2 separate regions of the Hordeum vulgare genome follow, and region 1 is linked to region 2. A link is a contact called in public Hi-C data. All regions are on one chromosome and are shown on one strand. Each heading gives the region's core, a stretch centred on a gene start, on an enhancer-like site or on the middle of the called end of the contact. The rest is flanking DNA. Distances are from core to core; before and after follow the strand shown. Region 1 has its middle 89 kb from the start of LOC123429675. Region 2 has its middle 220 kb from the start of LOC123409135.

What was found. A called contact is a pair of places that touch in the nucleus more often than the background predicts.
Region 1: a Hi-C map of seedling shows a contact between it and region 2, with 3 times the contacts expected there. The contact joins two enhancer-like sites. A contact is called at or near these places in 3 of 6 Hi-C or Micro-C datasets (leaf and seedling).

The regions. Positions count from the first base shown.
Region 1 is chr1H:240,016,895-240,021,737 of MorexV3_pseudomolecules_assembly, forward strand. No RefSeq gene overlaps it. Among protein-coding and RNA genes, the nearest start is that of LOC123429675, 89 kb to the right of the region's middle. Within about 2 kb of position 3,382, at least 3 of the 3 cell types and tissues checked have open chromatin away from gene starts, as enhancers often do. A contact at or near this core is called in leaf and seedling, where this site is marked.
Region 2 is chr1H:239,602,118-239,606,535 of MorexV3_pseudomolecules_assembly, forward strand. No RefSeq gene overlaps it. Among protein-coding and RNA genes, the nearest start is that of LOC123409135, 220 kb to the left of the region's middle. Within about 2 kb of position 2,809, at least 3 of the 3 cell types and tissues checked have open chromatin away from gene starts, as enhancers often do. A contact at or near this core is called in leaf and seedling, where this site is marked.

The DNA.
Region 1 (4,843 bases), core at 2,132-4,631, 420 kb after region 2:
AGACTTGGACTCTATCTTCTCTTTGGCTAAAAGTGACGTCAGAGAACTTTTTGAACAACAACTACTTATTTTCTTTGACACGAGAGTACCTCTTGAATAGCATCCAACCATTTCCTCTTCCCTTGTCATCACACGTGATTCATACAAGTGTTCGGCCATTCTGCATTTAGGCATACAATAAAAACAGGTGAAGTATTTTTGTTCCGGATAACATAAATAAATTATTGCATGAGTTTTATGAGAAATCACCTCAAATAAATACGCATATGCAATGATTATGATAATATCAAAGGTAGTCATGTCCTCATTAGGCACGCTTCGGTGTTGCCAGCACCGCGCATGCGTAGACGGATGAAATCGATGCTGATGATGAAGAGCTCCAGGTTTGCCAGGCCTGGGAACACACCGGGGACGAAGGCACACGTCGGTGTTGCCAGCATCGAACATGCGTAGACGGGGACCTGCACACAATTTGTACGCCATGTCGAGGAGGCTAGCACAAAAGGACTCGACGACGGTTGCGGCGTAAATCGGCGGGGCCCGATGTTGCCCGCAGTAATCGGAGTAGACGAAGTGGTCAGGGAGGATGACAGCGACGCTGGTGATGAGCTGGTGCTGGACGGAGATGAAGGAGGTGGACTGGTGAGGCGGCTCAGGTGAGAGAGCTGTAGCGGCACCGAAGAAGAGCGGCGGCGGTGGCTGGTTATGAACGCGGCGACGATGCTTGAAGTAGGCGATGAAGAACCCGACAGCGTGACGAAGACCGGCGCGGACAATGACGTTCTCGCACCAAGGGAGACGACGCGGCGCATACCACGGGAAGTCGACGCACGGGGACGGCGGAGTGGACCGTGCACCGCGGCGCTACAACCCGGAGGGGCGACGAAGCATCGCGCGGGTCAGGGCTACGACAGGAAGACCTCGGGTGGCGGCGTAGACCGCGTGCCGCGACGCTACGACCCGAAGGGGCGACGCAGCGGCGATGCGCGGGTCGGTGCAGCCACAGGGACGGCCTCGGGTGGCAGTGGGGACCGTGTGCCACTGCGCTATAGCCCGAAAGGGCAGAGTAGCGGCGGGCCGTGGGTCGGTGCAGCCGCGAGGAGAACCATAGGGCGGCGACGCTACGGCCCGATGGGGCGACGCAGCGGCAGTCCGGTGCTCGGTCTGTGGAGAGGCGCGCTTTACTCGCGACAGTCTTCGCGGGACTAGCGAAGGCGCATGCAACCGACGGGCCAGATCGGTCGCACTGCATAGACGAGGCGGATCGCTCGCAGGCGGGTGATCAATCGGATCACGCGGGATATCAGGGACGTCGCTTGGTGAAGGCGGAGTGGCGGCATCCGAGTGGAGGCCGGTGCGACGCAACCGACCCGATGCGGCCGAGAACGGTTGCAACCGGAGCCGGCAGCCGGCCTGGGGAGGCGGACGACGCAGCCGACGCGAGGAAGCTAACAAGGCAACCACGGTAGCCAGCCAGAAGCCGGCCCGAGGCACGCAGTGAGGCCGATGCGGTCGGAGCCGGCAGCCGGCCCGAGGCAGGCGACAGGGCCGACGTGGCCGGAACCGGCAGCCGGCCCGAGGTAGGCGGCGAGGCCGACACGCCGAAACCGGCAGCCGACGCTGGACGGAGCCGGAAGCCGGCCCGAGGCAGGCGGCGAGGCCGACGCCGACAGAGCCGGGAGTCGGCCCGACGCAGCTGACCAGAGGCATCCGTTGCGCGATCGTATGAGGCGACTGTGGAGGCTTTTGATGATAAAGCAGTCTCGGTCGGAGAAGGGCAGCGACGGCCGGTGCAGGGCGACAGGCGAGCAGACGTGCGGGCGACGCCCGTGAGGAGCGGTCGCATCGCGCGAGGTCGCCGGGTCGGTGTAGAGGCCGGATCGTGCCGATGTTGGAGTAGAGGCGTGGTGGTCGACGGCGGCGGTGGGCGACGCCCGTGAGGAGCGGCCACATCGCGCGACGCCGCCGGGTCGGTGTAGAGGTTGGATCGCGTCGACGTTGAAGTAGAGGCGCGGTGGTCGACGGCGGCGGCGGGCGACGCAAACCAATCTTAAATCGAAAAACCAAAAAGGAAAAACGCCGATCAAGAGACCGGCAAACGAGAGAAACCTGAATCAAGAGATCGAAAAAAAGACTCTCTAGGGCAGTTGGTCAGCAAGACTAGCGAACGAATCCTAGGTACGGACGGCGCGGCCCTCGACGGCGATCGTGGAGGCCGACTACCCCGAGGGCGGCGGGCGGTGCGGAAGCGGCGCCGACGGTGGCTAGGTCAAGGAACTTGCGGCAGATACCATGTTGAAGGGAATAGAAGGATTGATAAAATAATTATTGTATTATTTGACCCTCATGAACACACACACACATATCTTTACCTAATAATAAAGAGGCTATCGCTTCCGTCGGAAAACCCATCGAGGTGATTTTACAACAAAGCCCTTACTGTTTATGACATTAAACTTGTAGTATATAATAAATGTTTTTTAAAATACTCATATCTTTTAATAAACCGTAACTCCAAATTTAACATATTATATATGGAATTTGATTAGAAAAATATGTAGAATTTAAATATGATATTATTTTATCTGTTAAACGTTTAATAAAAATACTATCTAGGATGCAATCTTAATAAATAAGTCATTATTCGTCTTTCTTTCATACGGGTACTCATCTAGGTTGGGGATGAACAAGTCAACAAAATCAGGATTAGAGATGAAACTGAAGGTCATTTGACTGATTCTTTGTACGTATTAAATCTACATGCAAGCCGTGTTAAAATAGAAGACCTGTGAAATTTTAAACTGCATTTTTGTAGAATAAGACCATCTTTATTTGTGTCGTAACTACAAATTCTCAGATTATAGACCATTTTTTATAAAATAAGAGCGTGTGGTATTTATTTTTCCCGTTGCAACGCATGGGCCCTTTTGCTAGTATATATATATATATATATATATATATATATATATATATATATATATATATATATATATATATATATATATATATATATATATATAAAAGCAAAATGATCAACTTGAAATAGAAGACAAGATAGAACAAATCCTAAAATATCTTATATTTCCTAATAATCAATATATACTCAATAAAAAGAGGAGGAAAAATTTCGTCGGTGAGATGGCTGGGCTAGGAGACACCAGGCTGGGAGATATTGACGACGAGGGTGGAAACAAGGGCAACGCTGGCGCGTGGAAAGCCCTCCCGAGAAACCAACAAGAACAAAGCCGTGGCCGTGCAGGCAACGAAGGGACACCAGCCAGGATCGACACGGCCAGTGCGCTTCGTGCGGCGTCGCACTCAGCGCGGCCCCGTCCTCAACGGAGACGCGCGCTCGCGTCGTTGCAGTCCGCGCGGCGGTCGCGAAGTTTCTCTAGGTTGGCAGTGCCGCTGCGCTGTCGCACCGGCCGGGTTACACCACTAGTGATCGGAGGGCATCGGGCGGACCGCAACAGCGAAAAGGATCAACACTAGGCCGGTACTTTTTTTTTTGAACAAACACACTAGGACGGGACTCGATAACACATGTGGAGGTGGAAGCGGCCAGGCGTTCGTGTAGCGTGAGGTGCACGGGCTGGTCTTGGAGATGGGTCTAGGAGGTGACGTTGGTGGTGGGAACGTGAAAATGTGGTTTGGGTCTTCTGCGAGGAGAACGACAAGCCCCCTCACGTTCCGCACAAAGGACCAAGCATTGGCGTTATCTTCAAATCCACTGCTGCACCCGATAGGAATTGTCACTGGGCGTTCATGTCATCGTGTAGTAGTATTTATTTATTTATATATCTGCCTCGTTGCTTCATCACAAAGCTAGCAATAACTTCTTGCCACGTCTTCTTTCCTACGAGTACATTCCAATTTCTTTTATTTTTTTTGCGGGGAAGTACATTCGAAATTCAAAGATAACGGAGGGTGTGAAACATCACTTGAAGATATTATAGTATATGGTTATTCTCAGCAGCTTATTTAATTGAAGTGTATATTTTTTTCACTTGCATCTTTGTGTCCTTGTGGTGAACGTGTACGTCACGTTATCCAATCAAATATCTGAACCACACGCAGTATATATTTTACAGTTTTCTCCCAAAACCGGGGACTGTATAGGACGAAATGGCCCATCACAATCTGTCTCTTGCGATTTAATTAGTCTGACTTTCTCGCGGTCCGGCTGTCCATGTACATTGTACGCTGTTTATCTGAATTTTCCGTGAGCCCGTGTCATCAACGAAAGGGACGTAACCGGAAATTTAGCTTCAACTTGCAAGTTCATTGCATTAATTTCAATACAGAAGAAAAACGTTGGCTAGTTGCGTAAGCACGAACGCTAATGTACGCACATCCTGCCGGAGCGTTTTAAGAGACTGAATTGAAACGGGAGTCGTGCCATGAATCAGTGCACATATTTACATACACAATCGCGGTATTATGATTCTGTTGTGGCGCGCCAGTGACGGATGATGGATGAAAAACAAGGGAACTAGATAAAAAATCTGCAAGCCAAGAATATGGCGACCTCCTTTTATTTATTTATTTATTATGGATAATCTGCAGACAGGTTGGAGTGCAGAGACGTATGGTCTGGATTATCTTTGTGAAAAGAGAAACGTCTGGACATGGAAAAGAAACGATCATGCGCAGGAGAAAGCAGGAAACCAAAAATTCCAATCCAATCCAACAAGCGGCGCTGCGTTTCGTCGGCCTGGACCCGATCCCATCCGTGCGTCCTTTTCCGTGGATTTTGACAGGTCCGAGGCGCCACCGCCAAGCTTCCCCAAGTACCGCGCCTGAGTGAGTGCGTCACCACAGGGCCGCTTGGTGTTGGGCGTGC
Region 2 (4,418 bases), core at 1,559-4,058:
CTTGTAGTGATTCAAAGATTCTCTCCAAATACAACCGCTATTGACGGTTTGGATGCCCTCAAAAATACTTTGCCATGTGCAAGAAGAGCCATTTTTTTATCCAACTTCAAGAATTCTTTGATTTGGATATTATTCACTTTTAGTATTCTAGAAAGTAAGAAATTGGGATTGCATAAGACTCTCCAAACTTTTTATGTCAGCATAGCTAGGTTACACGAGTATAAGTTGCGTTTTCCCAGCCTACAAGGCTCCTTGGAAAACAAAGTTCTCACCATGCAAACGAGTGCATTTTCTTGTTGTTATCATCATCTCCCCACGAGAACTTGGCAATTACATCAGCTGTGTATTTACAAATTGATTTTGGTAATATAAAGACTCCCATTGCATAATCTGGAATGGCCTCGGCAATTGGTTTGAGTAAAGTATCTTTCCCAACGACTAAGAAACTTTGTTCTTTCTAGGTATTAATCCTCTGCATAATTCTTTCAGTGAGGTGCTTAAAACAGTCACTCATGTCTATACCAACAAGAGTACGTAGACCCAGATACCTATCTGAGACTGCTTCATTATCAATATTCAGAAGAAGGCAAGAATCTGTTCTTGTATAACATCAGTATTTTGGCTAAAAAATGCTACTCTCTCTGTACCTAAACACTTGTAGTTGGGGTGAACTAGTCTAGTTCTCCTGAGCTGCAAGTATTTAGTAATGGAGGGAGTAGATTACACCATTAAAAAGAACTAGTCTAGTTCTCCTCAACTACAAGTATTAGGAATGGAGGGAGTAGATTTCACGATACAAACCAAGTGGCAAGAAGCATGGTTAACCTTGGCAAAAGCTGAACATGGAAAGAATTTGTCATGCTTTATAAAGAAAAATCGCATCCTCACAACAACAACTTTTCATAAAATATATTCAATTTTGAATGTTAAAATAATCAGGTGTTCGATTTATAGTGAAATTATTTTAGAAAAAAAGAAACTTAAACCTTTTTTCAGGTAAAAGGAAGTTAAACCTTTGGCGTTGCATTATTGTGATGCACATAACTATACTTGGTAATTATTAAGTAGAGTGTCAAACAAAGCCGATCACAATAAAACATTACAAGATAGGAAATAAACACCTATGTAGTGGCCCACACTATCTTTAATCGACGAGGATGTCTTGGCGAACGCGATGCACTGCGAGACTACACATAATATTGACTCCACACTAGGTATTTATTCTGTTAAATCTTTTCTTTCCCTTTTCAGATTTGCATATTTCTTCTACTTAAAAGAATCTTGTAGTTTCTATGGAAAGAATGATGGCAACGTGAGTTTCATGGTTGGACTCCTCAAACATACGAAGATACACCGTTTAATGTTTCTCCTAAATGAAAGTGGGGTTCTTTGACATCTTGGTCTAGTCGTTGAATACAAACGAAGGACCCGAGTTGCAGCTATGACGAACTTTAATCAAATCCAAATCTAAAAGGTGCCATAAGAGTTGTATTTACAGAGGAAAGGGAGGAAATTTCGTTCACCCTTGGCAAGGTGAGACTAAAACACCTCCTAAGTCGTTGAGGCAATATTTTCAAATTGAATGGGTCTAGCTCAAAATAAAGTGACTCAACACATATAATAAGCTATCGACGAAATTTATGAAGGGGTATATTGTATATTTTGCCAATGGCCTTGTGTGTTATTATGTGGCTTGAAAGTCCTGAAAATTCTCTCTTTGTGCGTGCTTTTATCTTCACGCTTGGTCCTGCTCCAGTGTTCATCCTCCTTGTCCATGCTAAGCCCTTCATTAGTAACCAACACACATGTATCTATTTTAGGCAACATCATATTCTCATGAACATTAGGATCATTTCCAAAAAATGAAAATATCTGATAATTTAATTGACGTGACCGAGCTCTTGTAATTGGTTCTGTATGTATATTAGGAGCGGTTGTGGATGTAACTATGATATTGATGTCCTCATTATGGGTGTTGTCCGAACGCGGTAAAACTTTTACATTTATCTCTCGTTTACGAGAAAATGCACGTCCGTACCGTTCGAAAAACTGATATAGATCCGCGTTGGATGACATTTGCGATTTGAACCGTGAGGTCCGAACGTATGGTTTGAGAGTCGGCGTGGGAGATGTTCTGCCCAAACATCTTCTTAATCTTAAACAAGTTTGGCAACATTGTATTGTAAAGTTTGTCATTGTTAGACCTAGAAACAAATGACACGTAAATTGACAATAGAATGACTCCTTCCCACGTAGCTGGATCATACGAACCGTGGAAACTCCCGTGAAAAGAAGCAGGTGGGACATGACTCCACGCAACAAAAGACGCCCCATTTTTACTCCTTTGTTTCCCGTCCTGTGGTGAGTTCCCTCTGCCAAAATCCTCTCCTTTTCCGGCTTTCCCTTTAGCCCTTTTCCTTTACCCGTACGTACGGCGCACCCCATTGCTCATCCTCATGATGATGAAAGCATGGGGATCCCCTACACTGACTAGGGAATCTACGAAAAGGACACGAGGGAAGCAGACAACACAACTTCCCTTGGACTGTTGCTGCTCGTGCGTGCAATGGGGCAGTGGTACACGGGACTTTTATCACATGCGTGGCCTTCTTTAGTTGTTGCCACTTCAAGGAAACCTCCTCTGCCCTGCCCGCGTGAGGTGGGGTTGCATGGAGACAAGCAGTATCAGCCTTTCCATTATTCCTTCCTCCTTTTCTTTCCGGTGCTCTCCCCTGCGCCCGCCTATGTGCCCGTGCCCGTGCCGTGGCATTCTCCTCTGAGCCATCCCTTTCTCCCGCCCTTGGTGCCACTCTGCCTGCAGGGTTTGGTGGTCAGTGCTTTCGATTGCAAGCCATCATATTCATCACCACCCGCTAGCTGCAGGTGGTTTGGATTCGCATGATCGCATCGCCATCACCTGCAGTCTTTGCGCATGCAACGTAGGCCTGTCTTATCTCACAAACAGCGGGTCAACTATAATGCCAGTACTACTTGCTATACTTGCTACACCAGCATTTCCTACGTATCATTGTTTGATTGGATGTGTTTTGGCCGCGCGCTTTGCCATACCATTCTTCTTTTATGGGTTAGAAACTTTAATTGTGTTCAGGTTAGTGCTTTTCTTTGCGGTGGTGTCGTCCTCATTTTGTTGGAGGAATGTGAGGAGAAGACATCGTTAGTTACACATGACATTAGGAGAAATTCACACGCGTACTAACCGCAGAGGAGTTAACCACTCATTAAGCAGCGAACATAAACCTATGGACGTTTAGATCATTTACACCCGGACCTTTCAAACCATATTCAAACGTCCGGGCATTGTCCGGCCAGATGGACCTTTGAAATCAGCCTCAAACATCCGGTCTAACCGGCATCCTCATTTTCAGTTCAAATATGATGCGGATATGGGGGCCGGGACGTGCCCGGGCACGCCCGCTTGGCCCGTATTGACCCGCATCTACCCAACATATATTCGTCCCCATCCGTCCGCCGGACCAAACCCTAGCCACTTTACTCCATTTCCCTTCACTCTCATTCGCCACTCAAGGTCACCTCTCACATGGTTGGCAGCAGATCTGAGTCCTTCACCTCCAAATCTGTCGACCACGAGCTCATCCCACGCGGTTCCAAGGAGGCGATGACCATCCGGCTTGCGCTCCGCCGCTCCCGGGAGGCGGCTGCACAACGGCAACGCTCAGTCTCACAATGTCGGGAATCCATTGCATCCGCGCAACCGATGGTTGGATCCGGCGTTGCTGCCTCACCGGAGGCGGTGCTATCCGTCTCGCGTCCGAACGCCGTGGCGGAAGTGCAACCCCTTCGTTCACGCGCTGAGCACGAAGCATGGTCGATCTCGGATGATGTCATGGTGCGGCGTGCCCGCCGGGCGAGGTAGCGGACACGGGATACGTCAAAGGCCCTCGCGAAGGCGGATGTTGGAGAGGTGGAGTCACACTCTTCGGCGCCCCGTAGGATGCAACACTGCGGTCGACGCAACCGCGTCGTGGTGGACATCGGCTCCTCCCACGAAGGATCCGTCATCGACCTCACATCAACTAGCACCGTCCGGGTTACGGGCTCCGACGAGGAAGAGTAGGGCACGGGAGACGACGGGAGCTCGACTCCCGTGAACCAACTAGTGTCACATGTCCTATCCTACCTCGTCGGTGACCGGAACGACACTATGAGGGACGCAGTCAGGCACCGGACATGGGCACGACGAAGCCGGACGAGCTCCGCTTAGTATTAGGTTTATGTTGCAAGTAATAATATGGATTCAAGGTTTCTAAGTTGAGATATTCGGATGTAGACTGCATTATTTAAGACATGATCGGTCACAGTCTGCGGACGCGCCCGGCACGTCCGTGGACGTTTGAGGGATCGGATTTGAGGGGTCCGGCTATAGATGCTCTCAGTGT